Regions from separate parts of the Mus musculus genome. Here region 1 is linked to region 2. Evidence: chromatin contacts called from public Hi-C data. All regions are on one chromosome and are shown on one strand. Each heading gives the region's core, a stretch centred on a gene start, on an enhancer-like site or on the middle of the called end of the contact. The rest is flanking DNA. Distances are from core to core; before and after follow the strand shown. Region 1 overlaps Gm31879 (a long non-coding RNA gene). Region 2 has its middle 16 kb from the start of Fcrls.

Region 1 (3,686 bases), core at 1,126-3,625, 53 kb before region 2:
TGAACCTTCTGCAAGGTTTAATGGTATCTAGAGGTTGGAACAGTGCAAGTACAGAGCCAAATTATCTTGGGGCATCTTTACCCAGCTCGAAAGCCATTTATTGCCTTCCTATACACAAATGAACATCTTTGTGACCGCTAAATTAATCCTTTGGAAGGTAGGAACAGACCTCTGGTTTCCAATGTCCACTACTGTTAGATAGCAACCAAGGCTTAGCTTTGCTGGACCCACCGACCTGACGTTTCTACGCATGTATTTGAAAGTGTCTTGATTTGTAACTTCTTTGTTCTGTTACTATGACATCTCCATGAAACTATTACAAGGTTGGGACATAGAATCAGAGGTAATCTAAATCTGTGTTCCTGAGCCCTGATCACTCACATATGGTTCCAGGATTAAGATTATCTCTTACCCCTAGTGAAGTGAGGGGTGTCTTTTTTTTTTTTTAAGATTTATTTATTTATTACATGTAAGTACACTGTAGCTATCCTCAGATACTCCAGAAGAGGGAGTCAGATCTCATTACAGATGGTTGTGAGCCACCATGTGGTTGCTGGGATTTGAACTTCGGACCTTCGGAAGAGCAGTCGGGTGCTCTTACCCACTGAGCCATCTCACCAGCCCCGAGGGGTGTCTTTTTACATTATAGGAACTTAAAGTTGATGCTTCATTTTCAAACGTGCTTCCAGGCAACTTAGGTACAAATGCAGGTAAATGCTGGACCCTTTCTAGTGTCAGCTGGTCTAACTATCCCCCCGACACACACACACACACACACACACACACACACACACACACACACACACACACACACACACAGAGTAGACAATTACAAACAACCACGCTTGCCTGCAAGGTCATGCACTTAATAAGGCTTAAACCAAACAGGATGCCAAGTGCAGAGATGTGAAGTCTTGGATTTGTTGTTGCTGCTGCTGAAAAGAGACACAGGTAAGAAACAAAGGGAAAGATCACACCTAGATGACAGGGAAGCTCACACCTTGCTGTTTCCTCGGAAAAGTGTTGGGCAAATTTGCTTGCCTTGACTAAAAGCTGTTCCTTGCAGTCACTCAGAGCTGACACCCAAGTTTGTGAAATGAGTTGCCAGGTTTTTACCACTCTGAGGCTTCTTATTATGAAGTGAGGATCTTAGCATTCATGGACAGTAAAATCAACCAGCTGGGACTCTGTGGGGTTTTTTTTGTTTTGTTTTGTTTTTTGGTTTGGTTTGGTTTTGAGGTTTTTGTTTTGTTTTGTTTGTTTGTTTTTTGACAGGGTCTCACTATGTTTCCCTGGCTGGCCTGAAGCTCACCATGTAGAGCAGGCTGACCTTGAACTCACAAGAGATTCATCTGCCTCCTGTTTTGAGTGCTGGGATTGAATGTGTGGGCCACCATGCCCTGTTCTGTCCTTTTTTTTTCCTTTTCTTTTTTAAATGTGTATTAATGTTTTCACTTTACTTAATTCTGTGTAGTATGTGCATGCTTGGTGACTATGAAGTCCAGAAAAGGTGTCAGATCCCTTGGAACTGGAGTAAGAGGTAGTTATGAGTCCCCTGACTCATGTGGGTGCTGGCAACCAAACTCAGGTCCTCTGCAAGAGCAGTACTCACTTTTAACCTCGAAGCCATCACTTTAGCTCCAATGATTAGATTTCAGAAAGATCCCCTGGAGAAGAAAATAAATATTGTAGTATACAGAGATGTTTCCAGCAGTGCATGGTGAGCTGAGCTGTATGAAGCATAAATATTGATCTCAATGCACAGCAAAAGTCAGAAAGCAGCATAGAGGAAGACACAAAACAAACATCTGGGTGGGGATCCACACACAAGAATCATTTACAGATTTGTTCCAATAAATCTTTAAAACTCCTCTCTCATCAGGGAGTGGAGAATTTAGCAATACATCAGCGGCAATACTGCAGGTTTAAGTTAACAAACTTATACTGTTGATGATGCTCAGGTTTCTCCCTTTGACCATTGATGGGAAGCCCTTGCCCCAGTCATCTACAGAAGCTCACTGAATGCAGAGACGTTTGTGTCAATTAGTTGAATGGGCCATGAGTAAATAGGATATCTAAAAACAAAACAAACAAAAGCCAGGAGAGAAAAGCAAATTAATTTCCCTATGTCTCCAAGAACTGCATTCTGCAAACTTCCCTGTCTTCATACATTGTGATGAGCAGTTATGGCCTCACACCTTTAGATGACTTCTCTGCCAGCCTTCTTCAGCCTCAGGGAATTGATTCCCTGTTTCAGAATAAAAAGCAAGCCAGGCATACAGGTATCTCAGTAGCCACTGCAATCAGAAGCCAGTCCTAGTCCCCATGCAAAGGCACCATGGAGTGCCTGTCTTCTCCCGCAGGCCTCGAACTTCCTCATATCAAGCAATATTTTTAGAGCAAACAAGTGCCAAGTGCAGACATCTGAGGACACGGGGGAGGCCACAATAGCGGGAAATAAGTGACATGGATTTCAGCAGCCTCTGCCATCATCATTGTCATCCCGGTCAGTGTGTCACAGTGCAGCAGGAATTGAAATGCTCTAGCATCCATTCATCTGTCTGTCTGTCTGTCTGCCTGTGCCTGCCTGCCTGTCTGTCTGTCTGTCATCTATCTATAATCTATCTACCATCCATCTATCATGTATCATCTATCTATTATCTATGATCTATCATCTATCTATCTATTTATCTATCTATCTATCTATCTATCTATCTATCTATCTATCTACCTATCTATCATCTATTTCTATCTCTGTTTTTTGCTTTTCAAGGTAGGGTTTTTCTCTTTGGCCCTTGCTGTTCTGGAACTCACTCTATAAACCAGGCTGGTCTTGAACTCAGAGATCTGTCTGCAAGCCTCTGCCTCTCGAGTGCTGGGATTAGAGGTGTGTGCCATCCATGCATGGTTGAGAAGCTCTCTTTAAGGGAAGTCTAGCTCTACCACAGTTTGCATATCAAGTTCTTTACTCCACTTATGGGCACTTTAAACTTTCTAGGGCAGTAGATCTCAACCTCCCTGATGCTGTGACCCTTTAATACAGATCTTCATGTTGTGGTGACCCCAACCACAAAATTATTTTCATTGTTACTTCTTAACTAGCAACTGTAACTTTGCTACTGTTATGAATCATGGTATCTGTGTTTTCTGATGGTCTTAAGTGACCCACGAATGGGTCGTTCAAGGTCACAGCCTACAAGTTGAGAACCTCTGGGTAGCGTCACTCACTACTCAGGACACAGAGAATCACAGACTCTCCATTCCTCCTGAGGAACAGCACCACACAACCTCCCAAGAGAAGTCTTCTTAAGTCATCTATTTTATGACCTTGTTTTCCCTCAGGCTTGATGTGCTCAAGAACAGCATGACAGTGCCCCATGTCACAGTCCCTCCTACCTGTGCGCTTTCCTAACTTCCTTCTCCCTTACCTTTGTTGGGCTTATGCTTTCCCCCCAAATTGTCAACAATTTACCTCCTATTCCAGGCTGAGTTTTAGAAAACACAGACTATTGTACTATTATATTCCCTCTGGCATTTTCTTTTTTAAACCTAAATTTGAATTTCTGCCACTCACAAGAATCATAACTTATCAAAACCAAATATAGATGTCTTGACCTCTGTCCATCACATTTTATAATTTTTCTTTGTGGCATATATCAATTATAATTCTTAATAGCTGTGGTGGT
Region 2 (3,950 bases), core at 1,244-3,743:
ACTCGCAGACACTTCATGGACACACCAGCAGTCCTGTTTGGTAGAGTCAGTATAACAAACACGAATCAGCAGCAGTGGCACTACCTAGCAGAGACAGCCAGGCCTCAGCTGAATGGGCACGAGTCAGCAGGAGGGACCAGGACCAACAGAAACTCCCCCAAAAGTTCTGGAGGAGAAGGAAGCTTCTCTCACTAATTTAGGCAGGAAGGAGGCCTGGAGGCTGAGAAGCTGGGAAGTCATCCAGGAACTGGAATTCCTATCGGTTACCACCCCACACCAGCCAAACAAGTAGGTGAGTAAGCTATAGAGGCGGGCTGCAACAGGGCCTAGGGTACTCACAACCCTTCAAGCAAATCAAGAGTAAAGCAGCTAGTCTACAAATATCGCACAAGATATCGCCTATGGATCTTGCTAACCAAGAACTATACCAGGCAGAGAATTCTGAATAGCACCGTTCTAATCTAAATAGTGGAAAGAGTAAGTTCACTCATCTTCCCGTCCCACTCCCACCCACCTCACAGCCAAGCTCAGGAAAATGTGATATAATGGCAGTACCACAAATGTCTTAATCAGTATGATGTACTACCAGATAGATGATTCTACGGAAAAGACAACTACTCTTGTAGATTTTCCTCTTCTATAACAGCATTTTTATAACAGTACTTTAAAAACTAATCACTTTAGGTTAGCAAAAAAAAAAAAAAACAGGTTTACTTGTGGCACTTTCATATGTACATGCTATTGTACTTTGTTATCCCCTCCCCCACTGGCCTTCCCTATGCCGTCTCCTTCTAGATGGTTCTCTTCTAACCCCCCTGTAGTTCCTCCGTCTGGTTTTTTACCGCATCATTCCATTACGCCCTCTACTTTCACCCTCCCTCAGATCTTCCTCCAATCTCACGGTCCCTTTGTATTCTCTTGGTATAAGCATGTTGTCTTCGTTAGGGTTTTACTACTGTGAGCTGATACCATGACCAAGGCAAGTCTTATAAGGACAACATTTAATTGGGGCTGGCTTACAGGTTCAGAGGTTCAGTCCATTATCATCAAGGCAGAAACATGGCAGCATCCAGGCAGGCATGGTGCAGGAGCAGAGAGTTCTATACCTTTATCTGAAAGCTGATAGCAAAATATTGGCTTCCAGGAAGCTAGGATAAGGGTCTTAAAGCCCACACCCACAGTGACACGCCTACTCCAACAAGGCCACACCTCCTAATAGTGCCACTACCTACAACAAGCTTATACAAACCATCGCACATGTCAATCTTATTTTCTTGAACGGGATTGAATGTAAAGAAACAAATTTTCCTTTATAAACATTACTTCAGTATCTTTTCCATGAATTATTAACCCTTCCAAGGCTCAGAAAAGATTGAATAATATCTTTATAATCCAATCTACAACTATCTTCATCCCAGTCAATTCTCAAGCTTTTCGCCGTATTTATGTAGCAGACACTAAAAAAAATAAAAATAAAAATAAAATAAAATAAAATAAACTTTTAGAAGATGTTTTCACCACTAGAATTTTCTGCACAGTCAATCCATACCAACTTTTGCCATCAAACTTGGGAGTCACAGTCCACAGTCCACATTCCACACCTGTCCTCCATAGTCCAATAAATAGATCCAACTATTTTAAAAGGAGATTTAGTCAACCTGGCTACAGTGGGAAGCAAGAAAAGGAGATCTTGTGAATCCTCTAAATCAGTCTTCATGGTCCTGAGGTGAGCTTAAAGTATAAATAGGGAACAAATATAGCAGGGCTAAGCAGTCCTGGTCAAGGTGTGGTCCCACACACCACTGACCCAGCCTTGCCTGGGTTTCAGGCTCACCCTGTAAGGTGGTCTAACAGGTGTTAGAACAGTGTGGAATCTCTTTCCAGAAGGCATGTTCCTCTCTAGCTGCTCCACGTAGCTTCTCCCAGAGTGAGATTCCTGGGGAAATTCCCACTTGTTTGGGATTTGTTGTTTCTATAGTCTCATAGTGAGATTGAGAGACACACACTGTCTCTTCAGAATACTTCACTTCTGCTAGGCCAATTGTACCTCAACTAAACCTATCTTAAACAAAAACCTCTTTTCCCAATAACCAGTTCTCTTTATCCATATTTTGTCTCAGACTACTGTGTTCTGTCATTTCTCTTATTTGCCATCAATCAATAAAGACAGCATGTAGTCATTATTACTTCCTATTCTGAACTCTTCGTTTAAACCATGCTTCCCCAAGACTTCTTATACTGCTGCACTTCAAACAGTGTCTCCATCAGTAGGGACCCTGACATCGTGTGTCAGAAGATCAGAGCTCATCTATAGTCTCTGGTTCCTAAGGTTCCCAGGATCTGAGCCCTGTGCAGGCTGTGGGTCTGGGCTGCTGAGTGCTAGGCTTACAGGGTACAGTCTCCAGCTACTTGAGCAGAAGCGTCCATGCTGACTCAGAGCTAGACATAGCAAGCATTTTCACTTTGCATGCAAGTGTACGTATGTGTCATCCACACCTCTCAATCTTCTTGAGTTCTCAGACTGAGAACTGGCATTATCACAGAGTGGAGTTCAGCGAGAGAGGCTTCTCCTACTGCTGCCTTTTTTAAAACACTAAGTTCTAAAAATAAGCAGCAAAGCATTGAACAGATTTTGTATTGCAAAGGCATCTGTTTATAAAGGCTGCCCTTTTGTCTTGGGTTGGCTGTAATCACCTGTGGCTGCTGTATTTAGATGCTTGGGCTCCCCTGAATAGACTGGGGTTGTGGGGAGAATGGCATTCCTTGCCAGACTCTCATTTTTTTATAATTCTGCAAACAAACTACAGCTGACTAGACATCCAAAGGCCAAGGAATATTCCCGTGCCAATGAGACTGTGCTAAATTGACTTTGCTTTAAACACACTGTTGGAGTGGGGGAGGGAGAAGGAGAGGGAGAGAGAGAGAGAGAGAGAGTCAGAGAAAGAGAGAGAGAGAGAGAGAAGGATCATGTGGCACAAGTGGGATCAGGGAGGAGACAAGGGAAGGGAAAGTATAATTAGAATATAGTTATGAAAAATTATTTTCAATTAAAAACATACTCAGAGTCATTATTAAAACCCTATTGTGTAATGTGCATGACATATGGCATACTAAGATAGAAGTGAGTCTGACACAGTCCTCCATTAGAAGAGAGTTACTAGAACTTGCTTTTTTACTGAGTTGATTATTTGCCACTCTAAATTGCATAGTCTCATCTGCATGATCACACTGAATGCTCAGAACCCCAAAGGGAGATAATGTTCCCTCCATTTTATAAGAAGAGAAATGTAAAGCCAGGCAGTGGTGGCACGCATCTTTAATCCCAGCACTTGGGAGGGAGAGGCAGGCGGATTTCTGAGTTCAAGGCCAGCCTGGTCTACAGAGTGAGTTCCAGGACAGTCAGGGCTATACAAAGAAACAAACAAAAAAAAAACCCAAAAGAGAAGAAGAAGAAGAAGAAGAAGAAGAAGAAGAAGAAGAAGAAGGAGGAGGAGGAGGAGGAGGAGGAGGAGGAGGAGGAGGAGGAGGAGGAGGAGGAGGAGGAGGAGGAGGAGGAGGAGGAGGAGGAGGAGGAGGAGGAGGAGGACAGGAGGGGAAGGAGGAGGAGGAGGAGGGGAGGAGAGGAGGGGGAGGAGGACAAGGAGGACGAGAATGAGGACGAGGAGGAATGTGTAACCCACTCAAGCTTCTCATTGCTAGGTGGTTCAGGGCTGCCATCACCAATCAAAGTGTTTTGCAAATGACTGATAGTTCACATGTTATTTAGAAATGAATTGTCAGTGCCACCCTTTGGCAGCCCAGGAGTCCTCTACCATGACACTCTCCTCATCTATCAGCAGTGACTGCCAGGAGTTCTTTGACTACAGGACTTGACAATTCACATCTGATCAATTAAAAGTGAACTCAAAGATACAAGCTGGTCAAATAACATCTGCACCTAGACAGACATG

Evidence for each region. A called contact is a pair of places that touch in the nucleus more often than the background predicts.
Region 1: a Hi-C map of bone marrow-derived macrophages shows a contact between it and region 2, with 73 read pairs. The contact joins two enhancer-like sites. A contact is called at or near these places in 4 of 39 promoter capture datasets (HPC-7-derived erythroid cells, embryonic stem cells, hippocampal neurons and 1 more), 3 of 15 datasets of contacts at CTCF or cohesin (CD8 T cells, large pre-B cells and pro-B cells), 17 of 484 Hi-C or Micro-C datasets (B cells, the HL-1 cell line, LSK cells and 11 more), 4 of 115 datasets of contacts at active chromatin or transcription factors (cardiomyocytes, embryonic stem cells and microglia) and 1 of 9 other capture datasets (bone marrow-derived macrophages).

What each region holds. Positions count from the first base shown.
Region 1 is chr3:87,298,785-87,302,470 of GRCm38.p6, reverse strand. Gm31879 (a long non-coding RNA gene) reads right to left here. Exons shown (of 3, transcript XR_375779.2): 3 at 1,564-1,667. Among named protein-coding and RNA genes, the nearest start is that of Gm31879, 10 kb to the right of the region's middle. Within about 2 kb of position 2,375, at least 4 of the 459 cell types and tissues checked have an H3K27ac peak or open chromatin away from gene starts, as enhancers often do. A contact at or near this core is called in bone marrow-derived macrophages and microglia, where this site is marked.
Region 2 is chr3:87,246,049-87,249,998 of GRCm38.p6, reverse strand. No RefSeq gene overlaps it. Among named protein-coding and RNA genes, the nearest start is that of Fcrls, 16 kb to the left of the region's middle. Within about 2 kb of position 2,493, at least 13 of the 459 cell types and tissues checked have an H3K27ac peak or open chromatin away from gene starts, as enhancers often do. A contact at or near this core is called in bone marrow-derived macrophages and microglia, where this site is marked.